Regions from separate parts of the Mus musculus genome. Here region 1 is linked to region 2. Evidence: chromatin contacts called from public ChIA-PET data. All regions are on one chromosome and are shown on one strand. The core of a region is the stretch at or near the end of the contact, and the rest is flanking DNA. Distances in the headings are between cores, read along the strand shown.

What was found. ChIA-PET counts read pairs in DNA pulled down with a chosen protein or histone mark.
Region 1: a contact with region 2 is called in an RNA polymerase II ChIA-PET map of effector CD8 T cells, with 74 read pairs. The contact joins the promoter of Sdf4 here to the promoter of Ccnl2 in region 2. A contact is called at or near these places in 8 of 39 promoter capture datasets (the 3T3-L1 cell line, the HPC-7 cell line, embryonic stem cells and 4 more), 3 of 484 Hi-C or Micro-C datasets (embryonic stem cells and neutrophils), 6 of 115 datasets of contacts at active chromatin or transcription factors (the 230-238 cell line, bone marrow-derived macrophages, effector CD8 T cells and 2 more) and 3 of 9 other capture datasets (adipose tissue, liver and pancreatic islet).

Annotation. Positions count from the first base shown.
Region 1 is chr4:155,990,464-155,997,730 of GRCm38.p6, forward strand. Sdf4 (stromal cell derived factor 4) reads left to right here and starts at 2,380. Exons shown (of 7, transcript NM_011341.5): 1 at 2,380-2,871; 2 at 5,726-6,055. The coding sequence starts at 5,733. It overlaps B3galt6 (UDP-Gal:betaGal beta 1,3-galactosyltransferase, polypeptide 6), which reads right to left and starts at 2,215. Exons shown (of 1, transcript NM_080445.4): 1 at 1-2,215. The coding sequence starts at 2,153. The coding sequence ends at 1,176.
Region 2 is chr4:155,806,303-155,813,796 of GRCm38.p6, forward strand. It overlaps Ccnl2 (cyclin L2), which reads left to right and starts at 6,187. Exons shown (of 11, transcript NM_207678.1): 1 at 6,187-6,507; 2 at 6,866-6,940; 3 at 7,157-7,266. The coding sequence starts at 6,226. It overlaps Mrpl20 (mitochondrial ribosomal protein L20), which reads left to right. Exons shown (of 5, transcript NM_025570.3): 4 at 606-683; 5 at 2,177-2,529. The coding sequence ends at 2,350.

The sequences.
Region 1 (7,267 bases), core at 1,130-3,629, 180 kb after region 2:
CGGTGGGTGGTGGCTGAGAAGTATTCTGAAATGTATTCCCAGAGATCACACGGTGGAACCTGCTTGGTGAGACAGCTGCTTAACTTTTATATTAGCCCGATACTGTAAAGACTGTTGGTGTGAATAAACCACTTTGAAAGACAAACTTTGTGTGGACATTCTGATCCCAAGTGCCTTACAGTCCATACGCTCACACACCCTGAAAAGCTTTAAAAGTCATGTCTGTTCAGAAACAAACACACACACAAAAAGACTGATTTATGTGTAAACCTGAAAGAGAAATGGATAGTTTAAATATTCTTCTATGCTTTAAACACACCCAGAAGTGGGGTTGGCCACTTAGGCTGTTGACAGATTAATCCACAGATACAAAATCTGACACAAGTATTTTCCTTTAGTTAAAAATAAATTAAGACGTGCACTCCCAACTTAAAAAAATTTAAGGGTTTCTCTGCATAGTCCTGGCTATCCTGGACTCACTCTGTAGACCAGGCTGGCCTTGAACCCAGAGATTTGCCTGCCTCTGTAAATTCTTATCTATGCAAGCATACAATATTTATAAATAGGTCTAAGCAAACTGCATTATATTTATCAACCTCTATCCACTGAGACAAAAATTCTAACCTAGTTGACTTGAAAATCAAGTCAAACCTCATACTTGTCCATGACAAAAGATAAAAAACGGGAGACACAACAGAATGGAACTCTGTCTGAACAATACAAAGACAACTTTGACAAGTAACATTTTGAGATGAATTCAACACAGTCTGCAGGTGAGGCTGTGCAGAACAATCAAGATGGGCAGTGAGCTGCAGAGTTTGCAGAATGAGGGCACTCTAAACTCATCAAGTGAGGAGGCCCTTCCCTCACACTCCAGATGGCTGATAGGTGGCATTACATGGTCAGTGTGTGTGCATGTGTGTGTGTGTGTGCGCGCGCGTGCGCGCGCACGCGCTCAGATGCAATCTCCACATTCATAACCAGATGTCCTTGGGTAGGCCTTACACCAGACCACTAATGGCACCCTCAGTGGACTAGACATTGTTAGCTGTCTCTGGCCATCAGTCCCAAGGTCTCAACAGCAATTGGATAAACCAAGCTCAGCCCAGATCATTTATCAGATTGTTCAGGATGCTTGGCCTGTGTCAGGAGAGACCCCGGCACCTGCAGTGACATCAGGGAACGCCCTCCTTGCGCTGGCAGCACTGGGAGGGTGGAGCTGACCAGTCATAGACATAGGAAAGGCGCAACTGCACCTCATGCTTGCACAACCGGCCCTCATGCAGCAACATCTGTTGCTTCTCCAACATGTCCTCTGGGCTTTGCTTGTGTGTCACCAGATACTGATTGTTGCAGCCTCGAGATTTGTACTCCGTGTCGAAGCGTGGGTCGTGCTCCCGTTGCACATCCACTGGTGCCAGCCAGGTGCCCAGCGATACGTCTTCACTGTGCCACGCGCGCAGGTACTCGCGGCTGAGGCGCAGGTAATGCACCAGGTCCGCAGAAAGGACATAGCCACCGCCCAACGCGTAGGGCAGGTAGTAGTCGCAGAGTTGCCAGGCTGCTTCTCGCCAGCGACCTCCCGGCTTGACGCGCCCGCGCCCGGAAAAGAAGCCCCAGTAGAGGCGCCGGCGGCGTGCGGGCTCCCGTGCGCGTAGGTCCACCAGGATAGCGTCCAGGCGCGCAAAGGAGTCGTCGTCCGCCTTGAGCACGAACTCGAAGTCCACGCGCTCATCCAGCCAGGTCAGCATGGCCAGGACCTTGGCCGTGAGGTTCTCGTAGGCGTCGCGCAGGGCGGGCAGCAGCAGCAGGTCCCCGTGCTGCGCCTGCTCGAGCTCAAGAGCGCGCCGCTCCTCCGAGCCTAAGCCGCCAGTGCCCACGGCGAAGCGCGCCCACACGTCCTCGGGTCCGCCACGCCTCTCCGGTGCCAGCCACGTGCTGCGCACTGCGGTGCGGCGCTCGACCGCGCGGGGCGCACTGGCCACCAGCACCGCCAGGAAGGCCTTAGCGCGGGGCCGAGCGGCTCCGGAAGCGGAGGGCGTCTCGCCCTCGGAAGCGCAGCGCGCCAGGTACAACAGAGTGGTGCCGCAGAACGCCAGGCCGCCTAGGCCCAGCGCCACCCGGTGCCGCCAAGCGCGCCGGAATACCTTCATGCTGCGGGCGAGAGGCCGCCGAGGAGCGCAGGCGCGGACGCTGGAAGGCGCCTGCGCGACTCGGACGCTGGAAGGCGCCTGCGCGACTCGGAGGCTGGAAGGCGCCTGCGCGACTCGGAGGCTGGAAGGCGCCTGCGCGACTCGGAGACTGGAAGGCGCCTGCGCGACTCGACTCGGAGACTGGAAGGCGCCTGCGCGACTCGACTCGGAGACTGGAAGGCGCCTGCGCGACTCGGAGACTGGAAGGCTCGGAGGCTGGAAGGCGCCTGCGCGACTCGGACGCTGGAAGGCGCCTGCGCGACTCGGACGCTGGAAGGCGCCTGCGCGACTCGACTCGGACGCTGGAAGGCGCCTGCGCGACTCGGAGACTGGCGCGGCCGGTTAGGCCTGGTAACGTGGGAGGAGCCCCGAGGCGCACCGTGGCTGGGGGTTTCGACTCCCCGGAGCTGATATCCAGGGCGGCTTTGAAGGATAGGGCTGGGCCCAGAATGATTGACACGTGACCCCGCGCGCCATTCCTATTGGTTGCTTCGCAGAGGCTGCTTCCGCCCATAAGAAAGATGGCGGCTTCGAGATTCGTACCGGAGGCCGGGTGTTTTTTTCCCCACCGTTCCCGGTTGTCTTATTCGCCCCTTCCCGGAAGAAAGATGGCGGCGGCCTGAGCCGAGTTCTGCGTAAGACTTGGCGGGCGCCCAGACCCGGCGCATCAGAAGCCGGGGTGAGTGAGGGGTCCCTGCAGTCGCCGTGCGAGGGGCGGGCTTGGGAGGCCATTCGGGTAGCGTTCGAATCGCGCCAGGTCTGAGCCGGCTCGACCCCGCGGGCCGCCCTCTTCCTCGGCTGCTGCTTCCGGAACTCACTGCCGCGGGGGATCTGAGGCTCGGGGCTCTGTTACCGGCTGGCGTTGTGACCTCAACTTGTGGTCCAGCAGCATCTCTGCCTCGGTTTCCCCTTTGGTAAAACGTGCGCCATGAGTTCTAGTAGTGTGAGCTGGAAATGGAAGGCCTGGGTAAAACCTTCCTGCCCAGCCCGGGTTGGTGGGCGTTCTTCTCCGGTACTGTTCGGCGTAGTTCTTAAACCGACATTGCTTTTACTTACTGTTGTTGTTGTTGACGTTTTTCGAGACGAGCGAGCTTTCTCCGTGTAGCTCGGGCTGTGCTGGAGCTCACTCTGTAGACCAGAGTGGCTGCACTGGAACTCAGAGATCGCCTGCCTTTGCCTCCTTAGTGCTAGAATTAAAGGCTTTTTCTTTTCTTTTACTTAACTTTTTTTTTTTTCTTCCTGCCAGGCTTTATTTCTTTACATTCCTATTTTTGTGTTGCTGGAGGAGATCGAATCCAGCACCGTAAATGCTGGGCAAAGGCTCTACTACTGGGCTAAATCATCAGTCCACTACCAGCTTTTGGGCTGTTTTACACTGTTGGTTTTTAGACTTTGGTGGTCTTTTTTTTTTTCCCTTTCCTCTTTTGTTGTTGTTAGCGATAGGTTCCAGACAGGGTTTCATGTAGCCTGCCTGAACTTACTATGTAGCTGAGGCTGGCCTTGAACTATTGAGTCTACTGCCTGTAACTCGAAGCAAGCCTAGTCAGTCTGCTTGGCAAGTTCCTGGCCAACCAAGGCTTCATTGTGAGACCCTGTCTCAAAACAAAACAAAAAAGCAAAAGAAACAAAATATATAGTTTGATTTCATCAGAATTATAATGTAAGGATGGCAAAGAAGTACAGATATTCCCCCAGCCACCCTGTGTATTCCTGAAACCTAGGTGGAACTAAGTCCTGAGTAGACTGTTATAGGTACAGCAAATTTTAATTTAGAAATTAGGCCCAGGTAGAGATTAACAAATGATCATAAAACAGTTGTGACTTTGACAAATAGAATGCCATCTGACTTCGATTGATGGCAAATCAAGGGGTATCATTGTCACCTCCACTACAGGTGTCACTAGCATTCCTTTTTACTACTGGTTGGAAACTGATATGTGTAGAAGCTATGACAAGATGAAACTCCTGAGTTTCATGCCTGTTTTCTTCTCCTTGTATTCTTACACCCGTCTCCTCATCATTCCGGGGCAAATCCTTGAGCATTTCCCAGAATTCTCTCTACCCCTGCCAGATGTCCCACCTCCTATTCTCTGCCTTAGCTCATTAACCATAGGCTTTTTTATTGACAGGTGATGCTTATAATAGATTCTCTACAGCAAAGGTCAGATGCCTTAACCAAGGTCACAGAGCTCTGTGGTCAAGCTGGGGTCTGGAGAATGAGTGACCGCAGCCGTCCAATACACACTGGAATAGTGATTAGGGAGGAATGGAGTCAGGTTTACGTTGTTGTGTTGTTGGTGTGTGGGGTTAGGGTACAGGAAGTGCTGCAACTTTAGCCTGGCCAAGTACATTTCTCCAGTTTCTTTTTTAAAAAGTAAAAACATCATTTGTTGTTTTCCTTTTTCACTTTTTCTTCTTCATTCCCCCCCCCCCCCCCCCCCCGGTAGTGCTGGGATCAGCCCTAGGACTTGAGCACACCAGACAAGTGTTTCACCCCTGCCTGAGCTATATATATATAATATATATATATATATATCCCTAGCCCCTTGTGTGTGGATCTTGTTTGGAGATAGGATCTTACTGTTTATCCATGGCTGGCTTGGAGCTCACAGTGTGGACCAGACTGGCCTTGAACTCAGAGATCCACCCATGTCCACCTCCTGTGTGCTGGGATTAAAGTTGAATGTCACCATATCCTGCTGGAATATATGGTTGGTCCTGATTATTAAATCATGTTATGAAATAAATATATTTAGTGAAGCATTTGCTTCCACTTAACTGTGGTGGTCTGTCTTTTTTTTTTTTTTTTTTTTTTTTCTCTCCCTGAGACAATACTTCTCTGTGTAGCCCTGGTTATCACCCAAGTGCTGGGATTAAAGGTTGATAGTGAGAATTTGGAATTTTGGTTGCTTTAAAAATCACAAATATTATAAGGGTGTGCTTCCATTTTAATCCCAGGCATAAAGATGTGGGGCTGCTCTGGACTCTCCATGGCAGCTGACTGTGATTTGCCTTGCGCTGTAGCAGAGGCGTGGTTTTGCCAGCTATAGAAAATGTTCTGCGATTGATTGACATTTGGAATTCTGGGAACTTTTCAGAGGATATATAAATGCTAGGGCACCTAGAGGTGTGATTGGTGGGTGTTCAGGGAGGTTGGTTATGGTTTGCTAGTAGTCATTCTCAAAGAAGAAACAAGAGAAAAAAATTAGATGCAGAGATCTCTCTTTCTCCCCCCTCTATCCTTCTTCTCTCCTATCTAGTGATAGGGGATGAAACCAGAGACAGATAAAGGATGGGAAAAAGAAGAACCCACAAAGTAGCAAAGACTGGCTACAAAGGAATGTGCCATCACCCCTGGCCTGGTCTGTCTGTCTTTGTAGACTGTCAGGTTGTGGAGCCAGCCATCAGCCTTCAGCTTTCCTGGCAGTGCTAGTAACCCAGAGACTTTGTAGTATCCAGGGCTCTAGTTTGAGCTGTGATTTCCCTTTCTTCCTTGCTACCTCTTACTCCAGCTCTCGGTTCACACCTTGCAGGAGTCCCATGGTCTGGCTGGTGGCAATGACGCCCAGGCAGAGTTCCCTCTGTGGTCTAGCTGCTCATGGCCTCTGGTTCTTGGGCCTTGTCCTTCTGATGGATGCAACCGCTAGACCTGCCAACCACTCATCTACTCGGGAAAGAGCGGCTAACAGGGAGGAAAATGAGATCATGCCCCCAGACCACCTGAATGGGGTGAAGCTGGAGATGGATGGACACCTCAACAAGGACTTCCATCAGGAGGTTTTCCTGGGAAAGGACATGGATGGGTTTGATGAAGACTCAGAGCCACGGAGAAGCCGGAGGAAGCTGATGGTCATCTTTTCCAAGTAAGTGTCTCCTGTGTCCTCTGCAAATGCATGCTAAGGCATCCAGAACACAGATATTTACATTGCGATTCATAACGTAGCAAATTTACAGTTATGAAGTAGCAATGAAAAGAATGTTACGGTTGGGGGTCACCACAACATGAGGAACTCTGTATTAAAGGGTTACAGCACTAGGAAGGGTGAATTTGAAAGGACTTGGAGGGCCTAAGCTGGGCTGCTTAGCTATGCCTCCGCCATCATAGCCAGGAAGGCCTCAAGGTAGACTTCTGCCCCTGCCCCACCTCTTAAGGACTTTGTGTATGGCTGTTCCAACTATAGACTTTATCAGTTGAAAAGCATAAAGCCAGGCCAAGTGGAAAGGAAAGTAAGTGGTCCTAGCATGTTATAATTTCAGATAGAGAAGGGCTGGCCCAGGGCTGCCTAGGAAAAGATATAACAAATCAATATGTTAAGAGCTGATGGGGGGAAGGGGACATAGGCTGGTCTGTTTGGGTACCTACATTCCCTCCCTCCCTTCCTCCCTCCCTCCCTCCCTTCCTTCCTTTCTTTTTCTCTGTGGTAAGATCTTACTGTGTAGCCCTGGCTGGCCTTGGACTCACAACTGGTCCATCTGCTGCTGCTTGTCTGCTTGCTTGCTTGCTAGCCTGCTTTGTGGATTTTTAGAGACATGATCTCTCTATTAAATAGCCCTGGCTATCCTAGATTTTAATATGTAGACCAGCAGGCCTCTCTCTCTCAAATCCAGGGACGGATAATGTCCACCGTCACACCTGGCTCTATCTCTGCTTTCTCAATGCTAGGATAATGGTTTCTGCAACCATGTCTACCTTTTTTTTTTGTCTTATTAGGTTTTACATTTAATTATTTTTTGAAATGCAAGGACAATTTTATTAGAGTTTGGAAGAAAAATAACCCAGGGAGGACAAACTGAAAATCTCAGCAGTTGCCCTAACCCTAACCTCAAGTGGAACATGCCAGGAAGGAAAAAAGCCATGCCATTTGAGTTACTGGCAGGGAGGTCCACCACATGGCAGCAGGCAGCCACATAACAGGGAGAAAAGGTGTAAGAAGAGGGTCTGATGTTAACCCTGTTTCTCAATTGGTCCCTGATTTGTTAATAAAGAAGGCTGGGGGGGCCAATTGTTGGGAGCGGTGGGCAGAGGTGGGACTTCTGGGCCCCAGGAGGAAAAGGCAGACTTAAGGAAGGAGAGG
Region 2 (7,494 bases), core at 4,937-7,436:
CCTCTAACTCACAGAGATCTGCCTTCTTCTGCCTCCTGAGTGCTGGGACTAGAGGATTGTACCACTAAGACTGGTTGCCTGCTTTGCTTTTTTGAGACAGTGTCTCAATATGTAACCTGGGCTGGCTGTAACTCCTGGAGTGCTGCCTGCTTGTGATTCATAGTAGGGCTTCTCTGTATGAAATATATCAACCTTTGGTGTTGTTTTTCCTAAAAGCTTATTTCCTGAGAAGAAACATCTTTTTCTACTTTGCACGTTTTATTGCAATCAGAACCTTTGCTGTAAACAAGATACAGATACAACATTTGGAAATGAATATCAAACCATCCTGGAGTCAGGTGTAAGTGGTACAGATCTTTACTCTTAGCACTAGAGAGGCAGAGGCAGGAAGATTTTTGTGTGTTTGAGGCCAGCCTGGTTTGCATAGTGAGTTCCTGGACAGCCAGGGGTGCATAGTAAGGCCCAGCTTCAAAAAGGAAGAAAGGAAGGAAGGAAGGAAGAGAGAGAGAGAGAGAGAGAGAGAGAGAGAGAGAGAGAGAGAGAGAGAGAGAGAGAGAGAGAGAGAATGTAAGTCAGTACTAAACATCTCAATGTTTTAATTCTAGCTCTGGATTAATCGAATTACAGCTGCCTCCCAGGAACATGGCTTAAAGTACCCAGCATTCATTGTCAACTTAATTAAGGTAAGTTGAGGCCTTATCAAGGTGCTGAGCAAGTAAAAGAATCATGCCATCAGATGTGAGCCAACCTGGTAGTAGTCCATGGGGTAAACACTGGTGCTCCTAGGGCTGTTTCCTAAACTACTTGTCTGGATTACGTTCTGGCAACCTGCTTTCAACAAGCCCTGTTAATAGTTTAGCATACTGTGAGCAGAGCATGCCATACCCTTGCCAAGGTACATGCTCTGTATGAAAGGGAAAAGGTAAAAAACTGATTTTAATTTTAGAATTTGAATCTGAGGGTTTTTTTGTTTTGTTTTGTTTTGTTTTGTTTTGTTTTGTTTTTTGAGACAGGGTTTCTCTGTGTAGCCCTGGCTGTCCTGGAACTCACTCTGTAGACCAGGCAGGCCTCGAACTCAGAAATCCACCTGCCTCTGCCTCCCAAGTGCTGGGATTAAAGGCATGCGCCACCACTGCCCATCTTGAGGGGGTTTTTGTTTGTTTGCGTGTTTATATTTTTATGTACAGAGGTTATTTTGCCTGTGTGTGTATCTGTGTGTTACATCTGTGCCTGGTATCCTTGGATGCCAGAAGAGGGCATTGGGTCCCTAAGTTACAGATGGTTGTGAGCTGCCATGTAGGTCTGGGAGTAAGCCTAAGTCCTCTGGAAGAGGAGTACATGCTCTTAGCTGCTGAGCAGTCTCTCTAGCTGCCCATGGTTTTTCTTTTAAAAGAGTCCAGTGGTAGGCATTCCACTTCCACCTCGTCACAGACATTGTTCTAGAGCTTTATAAGGGTCGTCTGGGTGACCTGAGGCAATATTATGTCCCCTCTCTTTTCTTGCTTTCTGAAATCACCTGTTAACTTTTATCATCATTGCTGGGGTTAAAACCCACGACCTTGTACATGACTTCTGCCATTCAGTTACACTCCCAGGCTTATAGCCTCTCTCTTCTGAGCCAGAAATACCTGCATCTGTCAACCCCTGTAGTCTTACTTGATAGGAATCACAGCTTAATGAGTTTATATTTCTCTAAAGTACAGTAAATAGTTAGCCCAGGCCAGAAGTTTTAGTGTCCAGGTGACCATTGACCCTAACCATGGGACCTGGGCCTCCGCTGGCTCTTTCATGCCACAGCCTCTAGTGGCTCCCTTCTTTGTCCTCACTCACATCTATACGACAGAATCCTGCTATGTTCTCCATGCAAGATGTCCTTGCTGTTCCTTTCCCACAGTTCCCAAGTGTTCCACACTAGTAGAATGTTGGCTGGCTACTCTAGACTCAGTAGATGTCTTGTGGCTGTATCCTCCTGTCTGTTCCAACATAGCATCTGCTGTATTCTATTGAAGTAGTTTCTTTTTGTTGGTTATTGTTACTTTTTGAAACAGGGTATTTTTTAGCAGGCCTGGAACTTACAGGTTCTATGGTGCTGGAAATAAAGGCATGTACCACCACACCTAGTGTTCTCAAGTGGTTTCTGATGCTTATTATAGGCTGTGGTTCTTTGTCTTTCCAGTGCCAGGTGGAGCTCAACAGGAAAGTTCTTGTGGACCTGGCCATCTATGAACCAAAGACGTTTAAATCTTTGGCTGCATTGGCTAAGCGGAGGCAGCAGGAGGGATTTGCTGCAGCTTTGGGGGATGGAAAGGAGCCTGAAGGTATCTTTTCCAGAGTGGTGCAGTACCACTGAAGGCTGCAGTGCTATAGACTGTTATAAACAAGATAGGACCAAAAGGACTGTCACCAGTAAGTCTGATTTGTATTTATTTACATTTTAGCAACAGGCCTGAGACGACAGGTCTTTATTCAGTGACACGGCCCCAAACTGTCCTGTAAAGATTGTATAAATAAAGCCTTTGCAGTGTTGAACTTGTGAGTTATTTCCTGGCATCAAGTAATCCCCCTTTAGGGATATAAAGCTTGTTACTGCCCATAGACTTGCCATCACTGGCTGCCTGTGGCAGGAAAGGCTGAGTGGGGGTAGCAGGCTTCAGCTCTCATGTTGCTTTTCCTTTTAAGGTAGGGGTCCTATATCAACCCTCCTCCAAGTTGTCTGGTCTGCCTTAAGTACTGTAAACATTTAACCTCTTTTGGTCTTTTCCTTGTGTGTGGCATGGGCCCAGGGAATCAGCAGTTGAGCCACTAGCTGCTTTCCTTCTCTTTCCATGCTTCCAGTTGGGTACACATCAGAAGAATATGTCTCATTATCAGAAACATGATGCTCTTGGTCTCAGTTGAAAGGATGGCCAGCTTCAGAGTGGGCTGGGGGGCACTTTTAAACTTATGTTATGTAGCTAGGCCTTTTCACAAGACTGCTCTGTAAGGTTAAGGAATGAATTCTGGACAGTCTTTGTTAGCAGCAGCACCTCAGCTGCTCTATTGATGATGCTGTATGATGTAGACTCTTTCTTCCTCCTGTAGAATATAATGTTATAATGTTATATAGTGTTATAAGGTTAGGTCTGTCCCTTGTCCTCTTGGGGTCCTGCTTCACCCAAAGACTGCCATCTCTTAAACACCTAATTTCCATGCCTCCATCAAATTCTATAGTTTGTACTCCCTTACCTTCATTCTTGTGTCCACTGCTTGCTTCCCATAATTGGTCTACATTTGATCTCACCCTAGTAACTCTCACCAAAGCCATTTCCTGGAAACAAAACCCAGCAGACGCTGACAATAACCCTTTTCCTTGACTTATTCTATTCTCTCTTCTAGCTAAGACAGTATTCCTGAGATGTGAACAAAAAGGTACTCACCTCAGAGAGGGAACCATTGACTGACCAAAGTAAGGATACTACTTAGGTCCAATTGGTGAGTTTATCAGGATTATTTAAGAGAGCAGAAATGACCCAAAAGCACACCACAGATTGAAAACTGAAGTGCACTGCAAGCTTACAGGTAGTCCCGTGGGTTCAAGAGTATCTCTTCCAAGCACCTTGGCTTGTTTGAGAGTCCCTTAATAGTTCTTACATGACATGCTTGGGGAGGGTACCTAATAAACCATGTCAGTTTCAGAAACATCCTGAAGTTATTGTATTAACCTTTTTTTTTTTTTTTTTTTTTTTTTTTTGGTTTTTCGAGACAGGGTTTCTCTGTGTAGCCCTGGCTGTCCTGGAACTCACTTTGTAGACCAGGCTGGCCTTGAACTCAGAAATCCGTCTGCCTCTGCCTCCCAAGTGCTGGGATTAAAGGCGTGCGCCACCACTGCCCAGGTTTATTAACCTTTAAACACACACACACACACACACACACACACACACACACACACACACAGAGTATCCAGATCAGGCTACTTTTGCACTCAGCCTGCCTCTGCGTCCTGAGTGTTGGGATTATAGGCATATGCCACCATGCCTAGCTACTTGTATCTTAAAAAGTTTACCTGCTGGATGGAGTGTTTTGCTTCCTTTAAGAGCATTCTTTGTCTGGACTAGTTTCTTCTTCATGATTAAATGTTTTATCTTTGGGGAAATTCTTAATTGCCAGTCACATTTATAAAAGAAAGGCCCACGTCTACTTTGTTGAGCCCTTTGCTCCAGAAGCCATAAATGCCTGTCTCTGCCTCCAGTTGGAACCATGCTGGATTATAGTGACACCATTCCTCATCTTAGGCCATCAGTTGCTTACGAGTCATTCTGAGCTCTTCCCTCAGACTCAATGCACACTTCTAGCACAATATATAACTTATCAAGTCCTAATTTCCCTCCTATAATTTGTGTTGCTTTTGACAATTTCACGTACCTCAAGAGTGATTCTAAGTTCCTGATTTCCTGCCTCTACTTCTCACGTGCTGGGATTATAGGTATGTACTGGCCATGTCTAGTTTCTGGGATTCAGGGTACTAAACACAAGGCTTCACACATACTACAGAAGCTTACAACTCCGTAATGTTCCCAGTCCCTAAAGATCTGTCCTCTCACCACTGCAGGCAAGCTTAAGTTTGGCTTCTCTTTCCTGAGGATTCCTACAAGGCTTTTTTGACTTTTTCATCAGCCTAAACGTCACTGTACTAGGTTGGTGTCTTGCATACAATATGCTTAACACTTTGCCAGAATGTTGCACATATATTACTCATTAGCCACTTGCTATTGATATTGGAGAAGATACACATCCATGTGGCCCCATCACTGAGCTTTGTTTTCTACTTCACACAAAAAAGACAAGATACTGCAAATCACTGTTGAGTTGTAACCAAGCATCCCTCTCCAATATAGGTTTCTCTTCCTGATGGATGTAATAGTCATCTCTAGAACCAGAGTCTGGGTTGAGTGACTAGAGCCAACAGTCTTTTCTAATTCTTGGTTCAGTTTCAGCTTAGGGAATGGGCAGACCAGGCAATGACAATTGTGCCTACTTTAGAGCTGCAGCCTAGGGGTGGGACAGACGGACAGACAGTAGCAGCGTGGCCATTACAGTGAGAGGACTGATGAGATCTTTGTGGGGTCTGCTTAGGAGTGGAATCCAATCACCCCACTACAGCTGGACTATGGAATACTGACTTTTGGCAACCTTGTTGGCTGTTCACCATACCTGAATCAGAGTTATACAGGGATCTCCTTAAACTCCCATGTCCTCCCAATTTTCCGTTTCACCGAACCTGGCTGAAATCTTATCAAAAGCTTGAGATAACTGAGCAGTGACAGGAAACATCTATTGTGTAGTGGCAGCAGCACTGTTTTGGGTGAAACTAAGCAGGCCAGGACTGGAGTCAGGAATATTAATATTGTCTGTAGGGTCTACTACAAGCCGTTTCACCTTGATCTTCAAGGTCCCCAAGCCATTTTTTTGGCCTGTATTTGCTGCAGTAGATTATTGGGGGTCCCCTTTAAGAAAAGATTGTGTATATGAGTGCTCTGTTTGCATTTGTGCCTGAATGAGAGAAGAGGATATCAGATTCAATCACAGATAGATGGCTGCAAGCCATGATGTCGTAGCTGGAACTCAGGACCTCTGCAAGAGCAGTCAGTTCTCTGAACTGCTGAGCCATCTCTCCAGACCCTTCATCTGCACTTTTTTGTTTAGTATTTTATTTATTTTTGCGACAAAGTTTCTCAGCCATGGCTGTCCTGGAACTCTAGCTGTAGAGAGAAGGCTGACCTTGAACCCACACAGATCCGCCTGCCTAAGTGCTGGGATTAAAGGCACATCTGCCCTTTTAATGCTGGCAGATCCACCCCACAGCTGTTCCAGAGCCCGAGGACGGAAGGGAGGGCTGAGAACTAAAGACTCCGAACTAAGTCGCGGTGTAACGTCGTGCACGTGGGACTGTGGGAGAAAAGTTGTTCTGTCCCAACCCCCAAAGAAAGGCGCCCTTCTAGAACCCCTTTTGCCAGGCAGGAGTTCCGGTTCGGGCCAGGCCGCGGAGCCAAGTGGGTAACGAGCAGCCCCACCCGTGGGTGCTTCCGGCGTCGGTGCCTGACGCGACACTGACGGACTGGTCGTACGGCCAACGGCGTCGAGACAGCGGTGACGTTCAGCCAATGGGAGGGGGCGGGGCGGGGCGGCCACGATCGTCTCGAGCAGCCGCCCTGACGGGAAGGGCCCGAGAAGAGTCGGCGGCACAAAATGGCGGCGGCGGCGGCCGGGGCTGCGGGGTTGATGGCTCCGGCGTCGGCGGCCTGCTCTTCCGGCTCGGCGGGAGCGGCCCCGGGGTCTCAGGGGGTGCTGATCGGCGACAGGCTCTACTCGGGCGTGCTCATCACCTTGGAAAACTGCCTGCTGCCCGACGACAAGCTCCGCTTCACGCCGTCCATGTCGAGCGGCCTCGACGTCGATACGGAGACGGGACTCCGCGTCGTGGGCTGCGAGCTCATCCAGGCAGCCGGCATCCTGCTCCGCCTGCCGCAGGTAAGGGCCGGGCCGCGAGCTCTGCAGGGGCCGTTCGCCGGCCGAGGGCCGAGGGCCGGGCCTTTGTTGTCGTCCCGGCCCCCGGCCCGGAGCTCACCGGACCCAGGCGACGAGGTCCGAGCCTGTGCGCTCCGCAGCCTTGAAATAACCCGCACCCGCCATCCCTTCCCCTTCCCCTTCCCCCTCCGCCGGAGCCGAAGCCCTTTTACCCCCAAGAAAGCCTCGCGAGACCCAAACCCTTTGGGGGAAATGGAAACTGTCGTGGCTATTTGTCCTGGGGGGAAATCACACAAGACATTGTAGCCGGGACAAGCGTGAGTCCTGCATTCAAACGTGATGGAACCCTCTCTGTCCCTAGGTGGCCATGGCTACAGGGCAGGTGCTGTTCCAGCGGTTCTTTTACACTAAGTCCTTCGTGAAACATTCCATGGAGGTAGGCTTCTTTCTGTTTTCTCGGAGAAATGAATTGGGATGAAACCTGGCCTGTTCTGCCCAGTGCTTAGCTGAATTCTGTCCTGCAAAGTCTACACAGCTCTTTCCCTAGAGGCCTGTCTGTCTCTGTATCTTCTGGTTGTTTCTAATAGTTTTAATGCCTTGGAAGGTTCTCAAGTTGGGGGGAAAAACACCCGTGTCACAATGTACATTTCAGCATGTGTCCATGGCTTGTGTTCACCTGGCTTCCAAAATAGAAGAGGCTCCGAGACGAATCAGGGATGTCATCAATGTATTCCATCGCCTTCGGCATCTGAGAGAGAAAAAGTGAGTCCTTTGCAGAGCTGTCCTAATGTCTGTCATTGTTAATACCAACCTGTGAATTTACAGTAGATTGTTCGCATGTGCCCTAGATGCTGTCTTGGGGCAGTTGGTAGGGGGGTACAATAACCAGGATAGCTGGCTGTCCTAGCCCTGCTGAAACAATTCCTGTATGACCACATCAGCTCACCACCCTATTGTCCTGTTTGTTCCATGGTTCTGCTGAGAACCTCT